Linked DNA regions of Gossypium hirsutum: region 2 is linked to region 1. The links are chromatin contacts, called in public Hi-C maps. All regions are on one chromosome and are shown on one strand. The core of a region is the stretch at or near the end of the contact, and the rest is flanking DNA. Distances in the headings are between cores, read along the strand shown. Region 1 holds the start of LOC121212443. Region 2 holds the start of LOC107943991 (probable aldo-keto reductase 1).

Region 1 (5,126 bases), core at 1,280-3,779:
GACAACCTTGACATTATGTATGATAACAACATGGTTTTCAGACAATGCATCAGCTGTTTCCTGCAGAATTGGCTGAAGTAATTCAGCAAATTGTGCTTGGCCCAGTTCTTCTTCCCCCTCGTCCCCATGCTTTTTTAATATGTCATTTAGCAGAGGAAATTCTGTCCAAACAACATTCGGAACGAACACAAAGATTAGAATTTTATGACATCAATGAATGACTATTGATAACATATCTTTAAACACTGGATTAGAAACTGCAACTGTAATGCTGAACAGAATAAGATTCTTGCTTTGGAGTTTAACATAAAATGTTCACTTCGTACTTGAAAATCTCCTTGAATCACACTATCTGTTACAGCATGGAAACTGACAAACCCACAGGAAAACCGCTAATTAGTACTTGTTTTACAAGCTATTTGACTAAAGGCATCTCTCATGCGCTACTACTGCCAGTTGGTCCGGCTGCTCTAGAATGAATGCGTACTTTCTCACTGATTTACACAGCAAGTTGCAATCATTCATCATTCATTCGAGTTAGGATGATGGTTTTTATCAGGGTTTTGCTAAGGCTAATCAATCGGGCAAAAGTAAAGGGAAACATCAAACATTCATAAGCCATTCACGCAAGATTCATTAAGGGGCTTTCTAAAGAGATTGATAATGGGGAAGGTGCTTGCTTGCCATGGATTTACATAATGATATGCTATCATTAATCATACATTCCAGTTAGAATGCAGATTTTCTATAGTGTATTGGTGCTACCATAGCAAAGTGAAATACCACAACACACCCATGCAAGAGCATTAAGAGAACTCAATAACGGTAATTTGACACAATGTGATACATAATGTACAATAGACTGACAACTCCAACATTATAAAGGAAATGATTGAATCTAATCTAAGCTTTTGATTATTGAATGAAGTCAAGAATTAATATTCTAAATACTTATTATCTCCCAATAGACATAAATAAGATTCCAATACTAGGAGAGTCACCCACCGAAACGGGACATGCACTTCTTATTTAATTTTTTGCCTAATTGCAAAGGCAATAACATCTCAGAAAGGAAAGAAAGAGAAGGACAGCAAGAGACTTTCATGTCTGAACTTTTAGTCATAATGATGATGCCGGACAGAACCCATGCGCTTGAACCAAGTTAAATCAATGAACATTAAGCTCCATTTTTTTTTTTGCATAAACACTTCAAAATGTGTAAGTAATCCTTTTCTCATAGCAATTGTCATTATGTTGTTCAATTTATGGTTAAAAAGTGATGGGTAATGGGCACAAGTGGACACAGGGAAGAGATCACAGACCTCATTTGATCCATAAATGACTCTTGTATACATGAACTGAGTTAAATCCATGAATACGATGTTCGAGTTTTTGCTGCATGAAAACTTCATAACGTGTAAGAAGTCCAATTCCCACGTAGCATCTCATTCTGGTGGTGAACTTACGGTGTCAAACATTCCATCTAAAATGAGGGATGATGCGGTCGGACACAAGAGGGTGCAAGGAAGTGATCAAAGAAAGACCTTATTGATCTATAAATGAGTTTCACCATGTGCATTCAATAGGATCACCATATCAAAAGTTGAAAAGACAAATTGATACATCAAAACAACATAAGAAAAAATGATTTGGAAATGGGAAGAGGAACCTGAAAAAGGAGGGATCCCCATTTCAACACCCATATGAACAAGTGCATTTCTCAGCTCATTCTTGCAAATCTTCCCTTTATCTTCTATATCCATATCAGTAAACAAATTCTCTGCTAACATAGCATAATCATCTTCATCCTCCAAAAACATCTTCAAAGTATTCCCATCCAGTATTGACACCACTAATGGATCATCTAAGCAAATCAACCCAAAAAAAGCAATAATTTAAATCAAAATAACCCAGATCAAAAAATCAATAAAAAGTTTAAGGTTCGTTTTTTTTTTTAAATCTTAACTATTAAGTAATCAAAATTGACTTAATCCTCCTTTACCTTTCAACTCATCAGCAATGGCAGAGATGTAATCAGAGAGAAACTTGGATGCTTTATCTTTTTCGAGCTCTGTTTGCCGGAAAGTGACGTCAGCATGATCACCGGGTCCCGCGATGACACGAGAAAGAGCGGAAGCCTTAAGGTTTTGAGGCAATGAGAGGCCAAAGAGAGAGGTGGAGGCTTTGGAGTCGGCGATTTCAAGGAGTTGAGCTCCACTGACGGAGCCGTTAAGTTCAGGTAAAGAGGGATTGAATGATCGGAGATGGGTTCCGTCAAGCACCGTTAAGCCTGATTCAGACATTGTAAGACAGAAGGAGACTTTGGGAGAGTTTTAGTTTCGGACAAGGTTTTGTGTGTGTGTTTTTCTTTGATGGAAAGGTTTTTCCCTTTTTGTTTTTATAGTTTGAGTTTGGGATTATGGTTTAGGACTTGTACTTCGCCAAAAATATCAGCAATGCCCTCTTTTATTATTCAATTTATTGGATTTTATTATTCATTTTTATTGAAAATAAAATCATAAAAGAATCATTGACACAAAAAAAGAAAAAAATCATAAAGCAAATATAATAGTGATAGTGGACATGTTGATGTATTTATTTTCAATCTTATTTATTGTAATTTACAAAGGAAGAAAAGGGTAAAAAAGTAAGGGGAGGCTTCCAAAGTCAATGGGTTTACGCGGTTTTAGGCATTGATTTTTCTTATGAGCGTTAAAATTTTATTGGACCCATGTTGGTATAAAGTCCAATCTTTTAGGTATCCAATCAATTACCCTAAAATTAATAAACCAATCTATGGATTTTACTCCTGCAAAATTCGAAAAATGGAAAAAGAAATTTAAAATTTTTAATTAGTAGAATTCATTTATTCGAGTTATTTTATTTTTTCAAATTAATTCAAATACATAATTTGAGTTTTGAGTTCTGGTCGAGTTGAATTTTATAATTTAAATAACTCGAATAATTAATTGGTGTAGATACCCCTCTAATACCTTTCAATTTTAAAAATAAGTAAATTAGTTTCTCTTAATAAAAATAACACAAAAAATTAAAAATTTATATTTTTTTAAGAGTATAAAATTTTTAAAGAAAATCTAAAGAATATATAAAAAAGGTTAAAATTTTAAATATTTTTCTAAAATAATAATTTTGGGGTGTTAATTAATGATTCAAGTTTATCATACTAAAATATCTTCTTTTTTTTCTTCTTATTTTACTTTGAAAAGGTTTTCAAATTTACATGCTAAAACATTGAATTAGTTATACTGTAACAAGATTTTTATTTGACATGTTTAATTTTTTAATTTAGCTCGAACAATTTCATTTGATTTGACTCGACTTGAATTTCAATTTATTCAACTCGATTCAAAAAAATTCAAATCGAGTTAAAATGATGAAATAAGACTCGTCAACTCGAATTTTTTTCACTTGCTTATATTGAATGCTCACCAATAGGTAAGCCTCACAAAATCACTAAATTATTAATAAGTTTATTTATGCTTTAATCATTTAACTTTAAAAAATTATAAAATAATCACTAAAATATTTGAACGTTTTTATTTAAGTCACTAGGTTGTTATGTTTTTTCTTTTTAAAGTCTGACTAGTGAGCTTCAAGTGATGATTCAACGATTGATATGGTAAATCAATACCCATTTACAAGTAGAATAATATATCATAGATCTAAGTCAATCTGACAATCAATATCAAAGATTGGAAAATAAAACTGTTTTGATTTTAGTTCGCATATTCATGACGTTCAAAGTCATTTCATAAAAAAAACTAATTGTAGAAGATATGGGAAATGAGAGCTTTTGATTGGTGCAGATGGTGTGAATAGAGAATGTCATACAATGATTTTAACAATCTGGTGGCTAAAATAAAAATTTTAGAATAATTCAGTAACTATTTTGTAATCTTTTGAAGTTGAATGACCAAAACATAAATTTACTATAATTTAGTGATCTTAACAATAATTTATACTAAAAGATAATTTTAGTGTTTATATTATTAAAAATATTATAATTCCTGTAAGTTCAAAAAACTAAAATTTTAGTCCCTCAAAATAATTTTACCGTTGGTTGCTGACATGACAATAAAAAGTATTGAATTAAATAAAAGAATTCCTACTTGTGAAATGGAATGGGTCAACCCAAATGTTTGAGTTAATAAATTTTGAGCCAAAAATAGATAAAATTAAAAAAATCGCTTTGGTTATAGCGAAAACCTTTGGCAGACCCCAAAAAAGAAATCATAAATCTCTAATGAAAACCCTCAAGTAGAGCGCCAATCCAACCAACAATTAAAGAAAAAGTCAATGAAAATCTAGTTGAAGTAAAAGGGATAAATATATCATTCTCATTCTCCTTTTGTTTAACAATAAGTAGATCCTAATTTGATGGGTTGTTGCTCTTTAAGTCATATTAAATTTTGCTATGTGATATTGTTTTGGGAAGTATTAGACAATCTCATATGCTAAACGTAGATAGTATCTTCATTTTTTTAATGTTATTCAGATGCCATAATTATTGGTTGAAGCAATCAAGAGCTATTATGCCCTTAATCTACACTTTTTTTCCAAACACTACAACAAAACAGGTTTACTGCGATATTTTTTTGGACTTAAGATGATGCAAAAAAGGTTGGCATAGATCATCCTGGCATTTCTCCCGACGCTTTCAAAAACGTCGTCTTTTGTGCAGTTGGCATAAGTATCACGACGCTTTTGAAAAAGTGCCGGCATAATTCAACATAAGCCGATCTTTATTGAAGGGCTGGCAAAGACCTAGTTAAAGTGGACATTTAGAAAAGGTTGGGATAGACCCGTTTAAGGCAACCTAAAAAAGGTTGGAATAGACCTTGTATGCGCCAACACCTTACATAGTTGGCTTGAGTCTCATATTTTTTTACAACTTTTTGATATGACATAGAGGGAAAAGAATGAAATGAGAAAAAAGAAGAAGAGAGAAAGTGGAAATGGTGGAGAAAGGAGTGTGGCTTACGGCTGTAGCAGGTGACAATTCAGGCATGCAAGAGCTGATATTGCTGAGAATTAAGCAGCTTCCATCAACGATCCTCATTCAAATAATAAAAATCATGAAACATATTCTTATTGTCTAGAATGAC
Region 2 (5,126 bases), core at 1,656-4,155, 140 kb after region 1:
GTTCAAGAACAATACCTTGATCTCTCCATCTTGCTAACACCTTGCCTCGCACCTGAAATCCCACTTAAGCTCCTTCTACTGCTTAGATTTTAGAAGCTTAAAACAAGGACATATGATAAATGCCAGATCATTCATGTGAAATATCCAAATAATCGATTGGAAATAAAAACACAACTCACCCAACGACCGTGACAGCTTAATAGCTCACCTAAGATTCCTAATCCTATGTTTAGTCCTTGCCCTTAACCAGTAAAACTTCACATCATTTTTGTATAAACTTTAAAAGTTAACAGATATAAGTGTCATTAGATAACAAAAAACTAGAGGCCAGATTTGGAAGCAAAGAACTAATAATTGATAAGATCTTTTGAACAACAATTATATAGCTATGAAATCAATCATAAACAACAAATCACCTAAAAGGGCAAAATAATATGCTTGATTGTATAATAATATGCATCAACTATGCACTAGATCTTATAAGATAAGATGTGATAGTTCAATCTTTTGAATATTACCATTGGACCATGGTACAGAAACAACATAGAACTTCATATATAAACAAGCCCCTGTGCTTTCACTTCTAAATGTAAGAATTCTTTTAAAAAGTTATTTTTTGTCTTATTCTTTGTTTTAATGATTAGAGATGCTGAAAAACTCAGTCTTTAAAAGGTTTTATATATTTTTCAATAAGAATCTTTTAAAGAGTTAAATTTAAGGATTGAAATCTTTTACTGCTATGTCAACAGTTCATAAAAATTCATTGAAACACAGAATCTCTGATTGTATGAACTAGAGAACTTTGACCAGGAAATAAACTATAGATCTAAGTAAATCAATTTCAACATTCAAAGAGAAAAAAAATGCTCTTGATCATAAAGTAGAGCATCTGCATCTTGCAAAGAGAGATCAAATTATAGCATACTAGACTCAGTTTTGCATCAAAGAGACACCAGTAGAAACTAAATCACCAAGCAAACTGCCCTTTTATTTTATATTTTGCAATTGACTAAAAGGTTAGAACCAAGTTCATATATGGAACAGCCAGTTAACTCTTTCCATAAAAGAAGAAAAAAAAAACTTAAAAGCACCGAACCATTATAACTAAGTCTAGAATATCCACATGCATTAGAGCAGAAAAAATCGATTTACACATTATGCCTTCACCTTAATTGCTGCTCTTACTTAAACAAGAAATTCAAGAGGTCAAAAACACATTGCAGATGCATACTTGATTTACCAATAATTAAAGTTGGTTTCAACAGGGTACAATCCACGAGTGACCACTGCGGGCTTTCCAGCAACATTACACTGCAACCTTTTGAAATAAGAACACCTGCAAGGAAAAAGGAAGTTAATTAGCAGCAAAGCTTTAACAAATTGCCATGAACGCACAAACACAAAACAAACAAAAAAAAAGATAAAATGAAAATTTAAGCTTACCAAAACAAAAGAAACCCCAAATCAAGAGAAAAATCCAAAGGGAAATCACTGATGCATTGATAGAGCAATTAGCGAATAGAAAAATATTGTAGTCTTTATAGATACAATCCCAACCTGAAATTGAAATCCCTTGCTATCTACAAAAAGAAAAAAAAATCATGATGTTCATCTACAAAAAATCAAGGAAGAGGAAAAGAAGAAGAAATATAGGGAAAGGAAAAGAAAGAAGAAATTACAAGGTATTGGTGAAATGATTGTTAGCTTCAAGAGCCTTGAGAGAATCCTTGAACGATTTCCTCATCTCCCCTATCCCTATTTTCTTTTTCTTGGTGAAATTACAGATTAATAGCTCATCCTTGAACGAGGAGATAGGGATGGGGTGTGGTGGCTTGAAATGTTTGCTGAGGGAGAGTGGTGAAGGACAAGAATGGAAGGTTATGCTTTTTTTATTTTATTTGGTGGAGGTTCTGCATTGCTATTCTTTGGTTCTGGTGGAGAATGGCTTTTACGAGATAAGATGGAATGGGGGATGAATGGGAATTCGTTGAATGAAGGATTCAGTGAACCAAACTAAGGAATACCTACTTATCACTGAATCAGTCAGGAACCGTTTAGTTATTCATGCCAACCAAACATACCCTAAATCTATATAATAAAATATAAGTTCCCAAACATTAACCAAGTTATTATGTATCATATTAAATTGAAAGCACAAATACAATGGGTTCACTTTAACAAAATATAAATAAAACCTCAATGTCGGCTACCTTTCTCAGATTTTCTTATATATCCACTGCTTTGAGCGTACACTGAGTAAATAGTATTCTGTTACATCATTTTTATTAATCTGATTTTTATCTACAAAAAGATTTAAATTATCTTTTTTAACAAAAATGTAAATTAAAATATTAATTTCTTAACGATGTTGAGTGATAACTAGTATAACAATTTACAAATACTTCATATTGATATAATATTATTTGTCTTATATATTACATTAATAAATAATTTAAAAATTATAGAAATATTTAAAAATTAAAAATAAAGTTTATAAAAATTTAAAAAAATAGCATAAAATACATATGAATTGCCATGTTAATTGTCATATTTAAAAATTTAACTTTTCAATTAGTATTTTAATTAAAGAAAATAATTAGACTCATTTTAAAAGGTTAATGATTAATTTTTCCTCTATTAAAGGGTTGAGGGCTAAATTTAACTTTAAAAAATAATAATGAACAAATGAACAAAATATGTAAATGATAAAGGCTAAATTTGAGTATATAGTATGTAATACGAAACTAGATCTAAAAGTGATTATAGTCCCTTGGCAAACAGGATGCACCAGTGGGCTAGTGGTAGAATAGGTCCCTGCTATAGTACAGACCCGGGTTCGATTCTCGGCTGATACGGTGATTTTTCGTTTCTTTTCTTCTTTCTTTCGAGTGAAAAATAAAAAATGTAACTGCCAAGTAGGAAGCTACAATTGGACAACGTTTTGACGTTCAGTTAGAGACAGTGCCATTTTCTCTTCAGTTTCAATCATCCCACAGCTACCTCTTAACTCAACTACTTCCATTCCCAACCAATTTCACTTTTTAATAACAAAAACAGAACACAGAAGTTGGAGCAGAGATTATTCAGACATGGCGCAACCAGGTTGCTTGTTACAAATCCCCACAGTCAAACTGGGCACCCAAGGACTTGAGGTATGGTTTTCTTTATTTTTATTTTTCTCATTTCAGTTTGTTGGATTAAAACCCAATCTTATATATGTTGTAATGCTTGTCCAAAGTTTTCAACTTTCTGGCACTCATAAGTAAACCGTGTAATGCAGATTTGAGAAATTACTGATTTTTATCGAATGGGTTTTATTTGAAAGCCGTTGGCTTAATCAAAAGTAGGTTTTTTTCTAATGATATGATGGAAGTGGTAGTTGGTGTTGCAAATATTAGTATTCCGATTTAGATCTGTTGGATGCCATAACTGAATGAACCAAATTTCCCAAACTTAATAACTAACAGTGACACAGATCATGGGTCCAACCAAGATGTTTTGAGACCTGTATGTTGTTACACGAACTGGGACATGTTTTTTTTTTTTTTCGTTTTCTTTAAACAGGTTTCCAAGTTGGGTTTTGGATGCATGGGTTTAACTGGAATCTACAACTCACCTCTCTCTGAGGATGAAATCATATCAATCATTAATCACGCCTTTGCTAAAGGAATCACTTTCTTTGACACTGCTGATGTTTATGGAGCGCATACCAATGAAGTTTTGGTTGGCAAGGTCAGTTTTGTTTCTGATTGTTTATAAAATGTAATATAACATAATCAAGAAGCTGTAGTTTACATAAATGCGAACTAAAGACAAGTTTATACCACTTTCAGGCCTTGAAACAATTACCAAGAGAAAAAATTCAACTAGCCACCAAGTTCGGTATTGCAGGGATGGCACCGACTGGTATGATTGTGAAAGGTAGTCCCGAGTATGTCCGGGCGTGCTGCGAGGCGAGCTTGAAGCGTCTTGATGTCGATTACATCGATCTCTATTATCAGCATCGGGTGGACACGTCGGTACCTATAGAAGAAACCGTGAGTAAATCTCTTCTTTCCTTATGCTATGTGGTTGAGGAACTGATCTACTTTATTTTATTAAAACCACATTGTTGTTAAAAATGCAGATGGGTGAACTTAAGAAACTGGTTGAAGAGGGAAAAATCAAATACATCGGATTATCTGAATCCAGTCCCGATACAATACGGAGAGCGCATGCTGTTCATCCGATCACAGCAGTCCAAATGGAGTGGTCGCTCTGGACTCGTGATATTGAGGATGAGATTGTTCCTCTTTGCAGGTTAGGTTTTGAAGATAAAAGTCCAGATTCTGATGTGTATATATATGTATATATTCCAGTATATGATGGATTTACCTAACAGGGATCTTGGTATTGGAATAGTTCCTTATAGCCCCTTGGTCGAGGATTCTTCGGTGGTAGAGCAGTAGTGGACAGTTTATCTGCAGGAACTTTCTTGGTACTGGATTCATTTCCATTTCTTTAACAAGTTAAGGATTGCTTGTTCTGCTAATGACAGACAACTTTGTTCTTTGATTATAAGGCTTCACATCCCCGGTTTCAAGGAGACAACTTGAAGAAGAACAAGAACTTTTACATTCGAATCGAAGATCAGGCAAAGAAGCGTCAATGCACTCCGGCTCAACTGGCACTAGCATGGGTTCTCCAGCAAGGGGACGATGTTGTACCGATTCCTGGTGAGAGGCTTTCTTTTTATTGTCTCCATTAGCTATCAATCATCTTATGGTTAAATGAGGGAACCAAACAAGATGTAACCAAGGGTCCCTTAGAATATGATATGATACCATTATTCGGAAGATCATATTCTCATACTCATATCCATATATGCATTGAATATTGCTTCCAATTTTCGTAGGAACAACAAAGATTAAGAACCTGGATCAGAATATTGACTCGTTGAGAGTGAAACTCACTTCCGATGACTTGAAAGAAATCAGAGATGCTGTCCCGATTGAAGAGGTCGCAGGCGATCGGAACTACGATAGCATGAAGAAAGCTTCATGGAAATTTGCAGACACCTGCAAAAGATGTTGGGGTTTCAATTGAACAAGGCAATTGAAATGGTTATGGCATGTTTGTTTCATTTA

What was found. Hi-C and Micro-C count contacts between places; a contact is called where the count stands out from the background.
Region 2: a contact with region 1 is called in a Hi-C map of leaf, with 2.3 times the contacts expected there. The contact joins the promoter of LOC107943991 here to the promoter of LOC121212443 in region 1. A contact is called at or near these places in 5 of 34 Hi-C or Micro-C datasets (all in leaf).

Annotation. Positions count from the first base shown.
Region 1 is chrA13:71,464,455-71,469,580 of Gossypium_hirsutum_v2.1, forward strand. It overlaps LOC121212443, which reads right to left and starts at 2,530. Exons shown (of 4, transcript XM_041085129.1): 1 at 2,003-2,530; 2 at 1,670-1,864; 3 at 1-161. The coding sequence starts at 2,303.
Region 2 is chrA13:71,608,537-71,613,662 of Gossypium_hirsutum_v2.1, forward strand. LOC107943991 (probable aldo-keto reductase 1) reads left to right here and starts at 2,906. Exons shown (of 8, transcript XM_016877805.2): 1 at 2,906-3,152; 2 at 3,565-3,732; 3 at 3,834-4,037; 4 at 4,127-4,299; 5 at 4,382-4,413; 6 at 4,416-4,477; 7 at 4,562-4,715; 8 at 4,895-5,126. The coding sequence starts at 3,090. The coding sequence ends at 5,085. It overlaps LOC107943990 (a long non-coding RNA gene), which reads right to left and starts at 2,201. Exons shown (of 5, transcript XR_001696117.2): 1 at 1,680-2,201; 2 at 1,444-1,580; 3 at 1,232-1,336; 4 at 1-96.